Linked DNA regions of Rattus norvegicus: region 2 is linked to region 1. Evidence: chromatin contacts called from public Hi-C data. All regions are on one chromosome and are shown on one strand. Each heading gives the region's core, a stretch centred on a gene start, on an enhancer-like site or on the middle of the called end of the contact. The rest is flanking DNA. Distances are from core to core; before and after follow the strand shown. Region 1 overlaps Itpr2 (inositol 1,4,5-trisphosphate receptor, type 2). Region 2 overlaps Itpr2 (inositol 1,4,5-trisphosphate receptor, type 2).

Evidence for each region. Hi-C and Micro-C count contacts between places; a contact is called where the count stands out from the background.
Region 2: a contact with region 1 is called in a Hi-C map of the Rat2 cell line, with 5 times the contacts expected there. The contact joins two enhancer-like sites. A contact is called at or near these places in 3 of 12 Hi-C or Micro-C datasets (the A7r5 cell line, the Rat2 cell line and mammary epithelial cells).

What each region holds. Positions count from the first base shown.
Region 1 is chr4:180,807,117-180,811,244 of GRCr8, forward strand. Itpr2 (inositol 1,4,5-trisphosphate receptor, type 2) reads right to left here. Exons shown (of 57, transcript NM_031046.4): 54 at 2,485-2,650. Among named protein-coding and RNA genes, the nearest start is that of Sspn, 180 kb to the left of the region's middle. Within about 2 kb of position 2,250, at least 4 of the 93 cell types and tissues checked have an H3K27ac peak or open chromatin away from gene starts, as enhancers often do.
Region 2 is chr4:180,909,178-180,913,305 of GRCr8, forward strand. The region is part of intron 37 of Itpr2 (inositol 1,4,5-trisphosphate receptor, type 2); the gene reads right to left. Among named protein-coding and RNA genes, the nearest start is that of Itpr2, 220 kb to the right of the region's middle. Within about 2 kb of position 2,269, at least 43 of the 93 cell types and tissues checked have an H3K27ac peak or open chromatin away from gene starts, as enhancers often do.

The sequences.
Region 1 (4,128 bases), core at 1,000-3,499:
AGAGAAGAGAGAAATGAGAAAATGGGCTTCTTCCCCCCAAAAGGCTCAGGAGGGACGGTTTCTCTCCCAGGACTAAAGAACTGTCCCTTCAGGTCCCCAACTCCTTCCTTTTCCCAGCTCCTGAGTGGTTGTAGGACACTCAGGGTTTACCACCTGGACCACCTTTCCCTCATGCAGTGCAGACATGGACGTGAGATTCTCCTTCAGGCTCAATTTCCTTCTAGCAAATCTGTGCTCAGTGTTGGGCAGCCTGCTCTGTCTAAACCACAAAAGCATCCCAAGTGACAAAACCAAAGGCCAGGGTCTTCCATTCACACTTCTGGCCTGCCTTGCTCTGGCAGAGCTGACCACAAATTACATGTAATATGTGTACACACACAGACACACAGACACAGACACAGACACACAGACACACACACACACTGTGATGGTTTGTATATGCTTAGGCCAGGGAGTGGCACTATTAGGAGGTGTGGCCTTGTTGGAGTAGGTGTGTCACTGTGGGTGTGAGCTTTAAGACCCTCATCCTAGCTCCCTGGAAGCCAGTCTTCCACTGGCAGCCTTCAGATGAAGATGTAGAACTCTCAGCTCCTCCTGCACCATGCCTGCCTGGATGCTGCCATGCTTCCTGCCTTGATGATAATGGACTGAACCTCTGAACCTGTAAGCCAGCCCCGATTAAATGTTGTCCTTATAAGAGTTGTCTTGGTCATGGTGTCTGTTCACAGCAGTAGGACCCTAAGACAGACAGACAGACAGACAGACAGACAGACAGATATACATGTACCTATGAATATGAGAGTGGGTGGGGAGGGAGGAAGAGGAGGAGGAAGAAGAAGGGGGAGAGGAGATATCATCCCTGAAGGCACAGAAACTGCCAACCCCTGACACTTGCTTTCCCTCATGCTGAGCGGCACAGGCCGGCTCTCTTTACAACAACTCTGTCGACATTTATGCCAACGACCTGGGAGTCTGTCGAAATGCACAGACTCAGGAACCCCTCCACACTTTCATCTCAGCTCACAGGCACGGGTGTCTTGGTCATAAAACCAGGCTCAGGAGGAGACTCTCCACTGTGCCTAGAGCTACCCAGAGGCTCTGGAGTCCACCATGCACGTCTCTGCATGGCCTGGCTTGCCGCTGCTGTTTCTGGGACTGTGCTCAATCTGGGCCAAGGCCCGTGCCCACCAGCCAAACCTCCAGGCAGAACCCCAAAGGGCTGCTCAGGAAATCACCAGCGACTGATGGGAATCCGGGTGCCAGAAGTGAGACGGGGCCAGCATCTGTCTGTCCTGCTCGGCCAACCATGCTGGGGCCAGTGGTGCAGAGTGCACACCACAGTGCCCTCTCCTCCAGCCTCCTCGCATCACATTCTCCCTCCTGACTCTTCGAGGAGGTTGCTCCTGCTCGTACTCCACTCGTCCCACAGCTGAGCTGGCACCTTCCTCCATGTTCCAGCTCTTCCTGTGGGGGGGGCTGCCTGCTGCTGTCCACAGAGAAGCTACACTGGCTCATGCTGGGGTACCCCCCCCCCATGCTCAGTACACAACTCGAGTCCAGTACGCTACAGGTAAAATCCGGGTACTCCTACCTCACTTCCCCCACATGCTCAGCCACTTGGCTACGCCCAGGTTCCATTTCCACATTGGGATACAAAACTCTGGAGCTGGAGAGATGGCCTAGTGGGTAAGAGCACTCACAGCTCCTCGCACCTACACAGTGGCTCACAGCTCACACACACACACACACACACTCACTCACATACACACACTCAAATACACACACACTCACACACACTCACACACACATACACACACACTCACATACACACACACTCATACACACTCACACACTCACACACACATGTTCTATAGTATTTATGTGTTCTGTGACATGCATACTGTGTTAAGAACATGTGTGTAGTGTAGGTATCTGGAACATTATGGTAAATGTATGTGTGTGCGTGTGTGTTCTACAGTGTTTGTGTGTTCTGTGATATGCGTGTTGTGTTATATACATGTGTACGGCTGTAACATTGGAAGAATGCCTAGTTTTGCTTCTAAGATGGTGAAACCAATGAGTAGAATCTTTATATTCATAATCTAGCAAAATAAAAGTCACTGCATAATATACATGACATGCTATTGTGATTAAAAACCCATTTGCCAGTTGGTGGAGCCTCCCGGCATCTGGCAGCACACTCAGCAGTCAGAGGCCTGTATAAACTGCAGAAATAATGACAGGACCGTTTGGGATGGTTCGTCCATCTATTTATAGAAGCACAGAATGCCAGTCTCATGCCACAATGTTACGTAACCTGAATTGTATCCAGCCCTCACGATACAACTTTTCCTAACACATGAGAAATGAAAATCACTGTTATTCCCCTTCCGGCTGGACAGTTTGCCCACCTGGGGATGAGTCACCCACCTCTTGTCATAGCACAGTTTGTGTGTGTGGGTGTAGGGGTGGGGTGGAACCTACCACAGATGAAGCAGGTTGTCTTGAGAATTTCTTCTTTCTTCTGCTTCTCACTCCTGAGGTCAGCGAAAGTGTCAATGATTACACCAAAAATCAGGTTAAGGACGATGATGATGACGATGAAGAAGAAAAGGAGGTCGTAGACCACCCGGGCAGCAAACAAAGGCTCCTGCAACAGAAGTGTGGAACATGCATAGAACACACACACACACACACACACACACACACACACACACACACACACACGCTGTGTGGCATAAAGTAGATGTTCAGCAGTTGTCCTCCCGGTAAACACATATAGTGGTCACAGCGAGGAAAATGGAACGGCGTTCTGTCTGTATTTTCCCACCACTGAGGGACAATGTCTTAGGCCTGCTCTCAGGATTCTTCCATTTCTCTTTCTGCTTTTACTAGCTGCATTTTCACAGTGAGCGCCCCACTGTGGTTTAGATGTAAAATGTCCAACACAGGCTCACATCTTTGGACCTTTGGCCCTCACCTGATGGTGCTGTTTGGGGTGGAGGTGGGGAAACTGTCAGGAGGTGGAAGCTCACTGGAGGAGGTGGGTCATGGGGCGGTGAGGAGGTGGAAGCTCATTGGAGGAGGTGGGTCACAGGTGGTCAGGAAGTGAAAGCTCATTGGAGGAGGTGGGTCACGGGTGGCCAGGAGGTGGAAGCTCATTGGAGGAAGTGGGTCACAGGGTGGCCCTTGAGGACTTACAGACCTCACTCTCTGTTTAAGTGGTTGCCTGGCTTCTGTACCCAGCACAATGTCTCCTCCAGGATGCTGGTATGACCCCGCAGGACTGTAAGCTAAGAGGAACACTTCTTTCCTTAATTTGCCTGCATTGGGCATTTTGTCACAGCAGTGAGAAAAATAATCATGCAGGTCTATCCTAGACACCAAGCTAGAGGGAGTCAGACGCATGGCTAGCTGAGGAAAACCTGGCGATTTCTCAACTTCTGTAGCAGATTCCTCCTTGTTCTCGAACGGCCAAGTACGTACAGCTCACGCGCATCCTATCTGGACACAATATTAAAGCATATTGGAGCCCATGGGGTCCAGTTGTTTAATACAAGAGAGCCGAGGCTATTGGCAAGATGGATGGACGTTATATAACAGGCCAGCGGCAGATGAGAACTGTGTGGGCTTCTCGTCTGCGCCTCTATGTTTACAGTTCCTGAGAGATGTTTCCGCCTTGCAGCTTCAGTGTACGAAATCCTGTTAGAACTCATCCGTCCTTTGTATTCATCATGGTAAATAATGGGTGCTCTCCCCTTGCAGAAGCAGAGCAAATCCTTGCACCTGGGAATTCTGTCGACACCGACAGCTGTGATTTACGTAACCCCGTTGGTGCCTACAGAGTTGATGGCCATGGTGTTGCTGTGACAGAATGCACAGTTCCCACTTGAGCTGAACTGACATCACCTCTGGTTCTCTACGATTTCACTGCAACTGACTGGTCTTACAGCCACTGTTAGACTTTTAAGGCGAATGGCACTGTAGTCCTGAAAATCATCCTGGTAAGGAAGAAATAAACCAGGCCTGTGTGCTATGGGCCTGTCACCCCAGATACTCAGGGAGGCTGAGGCAGAAAGTCAGTAACTTGAAGGCCAGCCTGGGCTACAAAGTGAGTAAAAGGCCAGC
Region 2 (4,128 bases), core at 1,019-3,518, 100 kb after region 1:
GTGTACACATGCATACGAGAAGAAATCAGAAGTGTTGGATCCCCTGAAACCAGAGTTATGGGCAGTTGTGAGCCCCCATGTGGATGCTGGGAACCAAACCACGGTCCTCTGCAACTAAAAAGTACTCTTAACCACTGACCCATCTCTCCAGTCCCTATTCTACATTCTTTATGGAATAAAAAAAAAGAGAAGTACTATTTGGCACAATCTTCCTATAAATGTTTTCACTCTGTAGAGCCCACAGGAGGGCCAAGCTTAGTCATCCACATCGGAAGCACAGCATAAATAGAGGTGTGGAGATGGTGTCTCTGAAGGTGCAAACATCAGACAGGAAGTAGATGTGAGCCTCACAGCACAAGCACCAGGGGCTGGGGAGGTGTCTCGGCAGCTGCTGTGCTTTCTGTGGGAGCCTATGGGCTGGAGTTTGGATTCCTGGGATCCTTGGGGAGGACGAGTGTAGCCGTGAACTGTAACTGCAGCCTCAGAAGGCAGAGGGGAGCCCCAGAGCATGCTGGGAGACTAGCCTCATGAGAGAGAGCTCTGGCTCTGGCTGAGAAACCTGTGTCAGGAATGAGGTGAAAAACCAGCTGGGGATGATTTGATATCAGTTCCCAGCCTCCATGTGCACCATGCAAGGATGAGTCCGCCACACTCATGCAAACATGCACATACATGCGCATACATGTGAAAATTGGATAAATCAAAAGCAGACCTTCTGGAACCTGCATTCCAAGTGCAATAATCAGCATTGCCCTAAAACGCAGCCGTGGGTGTGGACTACTTGCACAGCTGTGTGAAACACATAGCGATCTGTTTGGAACCCATATCCTGTCATCTCTAGCAGGCTAAGCCTGCCCTGCTTCCCTTTGGTCCAATGGAATAACCTCTTACAAACATACATTCTGCTGGCAGGAAGAGTAAATTACACGTATGTTTGTCAAACGTCCCATATAAGTCAGAAAAGGGCCGATTGCTATAATCTGGTTTAGAGTGTGTCAGAAAACAATACACAGAATCCGCATGCGATAAGGTTGGACTAGAAAGGGGCATTCAACAAACTCTCATCCCGAGAAGGTTTGAACAAATAAGAGAAAAGTTAAAAGACCTTTTGCAAGAGAAAAACAAACAAACAAAAAAGAAAACCCAAAAAGAAACAAAAATCCAACAACATTGGTTTTGTTATAGTTTAGGAGGAACCCACCCAAAATCACAGGACTGAACAGCTAATCCCTGTTGACGCAGCAGAGTGAACAGAGTTTGGGCACCGCACTTCAGGGCCTTTGATTTCTACTCACAGACATTAGCCTCGGTCTGACTGCTGAAATCCTGACTGCGGTCAGGAGAGCCGAGCTCTGGTTGGCTCTCTTCGGGGTTCTCCCTGAGGCCAGGGAAGATAAGTGAGCCCTCAGTCTCTTTCCCAGGCTTCTGTCTCCCAACACTGACCCCTGCCTTCCTGCACCACCCCAGATCTCCTTCCGAGAGATGCCGTCTAGAGTCTCGGCCATATAAGAAGGGTTAATTTCTGACTGGTTCCAATTCCATAACTCTCACAAAGAAAGTGAAATCTGCCCAATGTTAAAAGGCTATTTGAGGAGCCAGAAAAATGGCCCCACAAAGACAAAGGCCCCAAGGGGTCTGGCAGCCTCTCTGGCCCGTGTGGATACTTGCATATGCAGGTGCACATACACAAATAAAAATAAAAATCTTAAAAAAAGTCCACTTGAACTCATAATTTAATTTTTTCCTCACTAATGTTCCTTAAAATCACAATTTTCCTTCATAGACCATGCACTTGGGGAAAAATACGGGTAGTTGTCTACACAAATTCCCAAAAACTAATGTCCAATGTGTTGCTTTTTTAGTAGTAGTAGTAGTAGGAGTAGTAATTGTTGCTGTTGTTGTTATATTAATTGCTGAATCATCATAAAAGTATTTTTGAGTGATGTGGGACAAGTTTCTCTAGTGAGGAGGACTGAGTTGCTTCCCTCCACTATGTTACATAACCCTTATTTTTGCTCTTCAGGAGCATAATAAGATACAGACAGACAGACAGACAGACAGACAGACAGACAGATAGACAGCACTCATCAGTTGTCTGCAGCTGATCAACATCTGCTTTCTAGTACAGAGCAGTCAAAGCTTCTCTCCCGCAGACTCCCGGATCGTTCAGAGCAACCTGACTGAATTTCAGGCAACGGCATTGCACAGCACATGACTTGTCTCCAGTGAAGCACAGCGCCAGACGCTGCAGGCCTTACATAACCACAGGCTGTTGCTGGCAGAGCTGCCTCAGTGGCTCGACCATCCATGTCTCCTCCCGCCACACCCTGCAGCTCTGATCCGCAGCGTCCACATGTGCAGTCACGTGTCTGGGGACTTTCTTGGCAGCAGACACAAGACTCGATTTCCTGCCTACCCATAGGAAGAGGTCATTTTAAAGGTGGTCACACCCTGTGTATGGATCAGATCGGGACAGAAGTCATCACAAGCCACAGCAAAAGCAGGTGTCAAAGGTCTGCTATTCAACTCTCCCCCTTTACACTGAGGCTGCACAGGGATAATTTATTTAAGATGTTACAGCACGTGGGCTGGAGAGATGGCTCAGCCGTTAAAGGCTAGGCTCACAGCCAAAAATATAAGATGTTACAGCACGTATAATCAATTGTCAACCATAAGAGCTTCGCCCAACATGAGCCCCAAGGAACAACAAACTCCAAGCACCAGACGCACATGTTTCTGTTCCCAGAGCTCAGACAGAACACGCACTGTCACGAGGTATCATGAGTCTACCTAGTTTCCCAGTGATGTTACTCTGTTACTACAGAGCTCTCATGGATGTAGTGTATGTGTCTAAACATCTACTACCCCTCCTTCCCCCGGCAATGTTACTCTGTTACTACAGAGTGATCAGGAACTCGATGTATCTAAACATCTACCCACCCCTGAGAAATGTTACTCTGTTACAACAGAGCAATTATGAACGTGATGTGTCTAAATATCTACCCACCCCCAGGCCTTCTCTGGTGTTTTATTGCTAATGCTGGGCCCTAGTGTAAAAGCATTGAATGCCAAATGAACACCTATCCTTTTCTGCGTTCAAAATCTTGAAAAACATACAAAGTTCCTGAACCCAGGTATGAGGCAATCTGTGCCTATTATTTTCAAAAACAAGAGCTTGGCAGACAACTTGTGACAACTTGACACAAGGAGAGGAAACAGAATACCCACAAAATACACAGAGGAAGTGACGAAAACATGCTTCTAAGATTCTGAGATGCACCTATGTTTATTAAATACCAAAGTAATACCAAAGGGCACCATGTAACATTACAGTAGCTAAAATTAGGCAGGCAATGAGCTGTCTAAAATAACACCGACTAGAATTCTGAATAAAACTTGACTGTATCAGTATAACGAAATTTAGGTAAAAAGATAGTTTTGATCTCATCTGGCTTGAACATTTAAAATTACATAGTTAGAATTCAAAATATAAATAAGAAGAAATGAAAACATTTATATAATTTAAAGGTTTTTACTGGACTACTCCAAGAGACATCATTTATGGAACAGTGACGCCTACTGGTCACCTGCGATACTACACCCAATGGCAGCCCAGCTCTATGGTCTGCCCATTGACATCTATGGAGGAGGAGGTGGCGGTGGGAAAGCCATATATACAGGTGGCAAAGTTGGAGTGATCAAAAATTGTGAGGACAGTAAACCCATGCCCATCACCTGCACACGCACAGGCTCCTGCTTTCAGGTTTTGACTCCAGGAGCTATGTTTTTCACAGGCTTCTCTGAACCCAGTCTCAAATTTAAACAGTCTATATATTAATCTCCCGGACCCAAGCAATAAGCTGTTATGGGGGGAGTAACTTCTATCTAGAATTATTATGCTGTCAGAGTTCTCTTGGTACTTGTTAACTCATGAAAAAGTTATGATCAGCAGAGTGGGGCTGATGATAGATAAAGGCAGGTCTTTCTGGAGTGCAGCCCTTTTGATATTCGAGGCAGAGCCACATTTAATATTGAACAATCAGCATTTTTTAGGGTTGGGTAGCTGCTGGATACAAAGTGTATTCAGCTAATTAAATCAGTTACAGTAAATTATTTTTCTACCAAAAG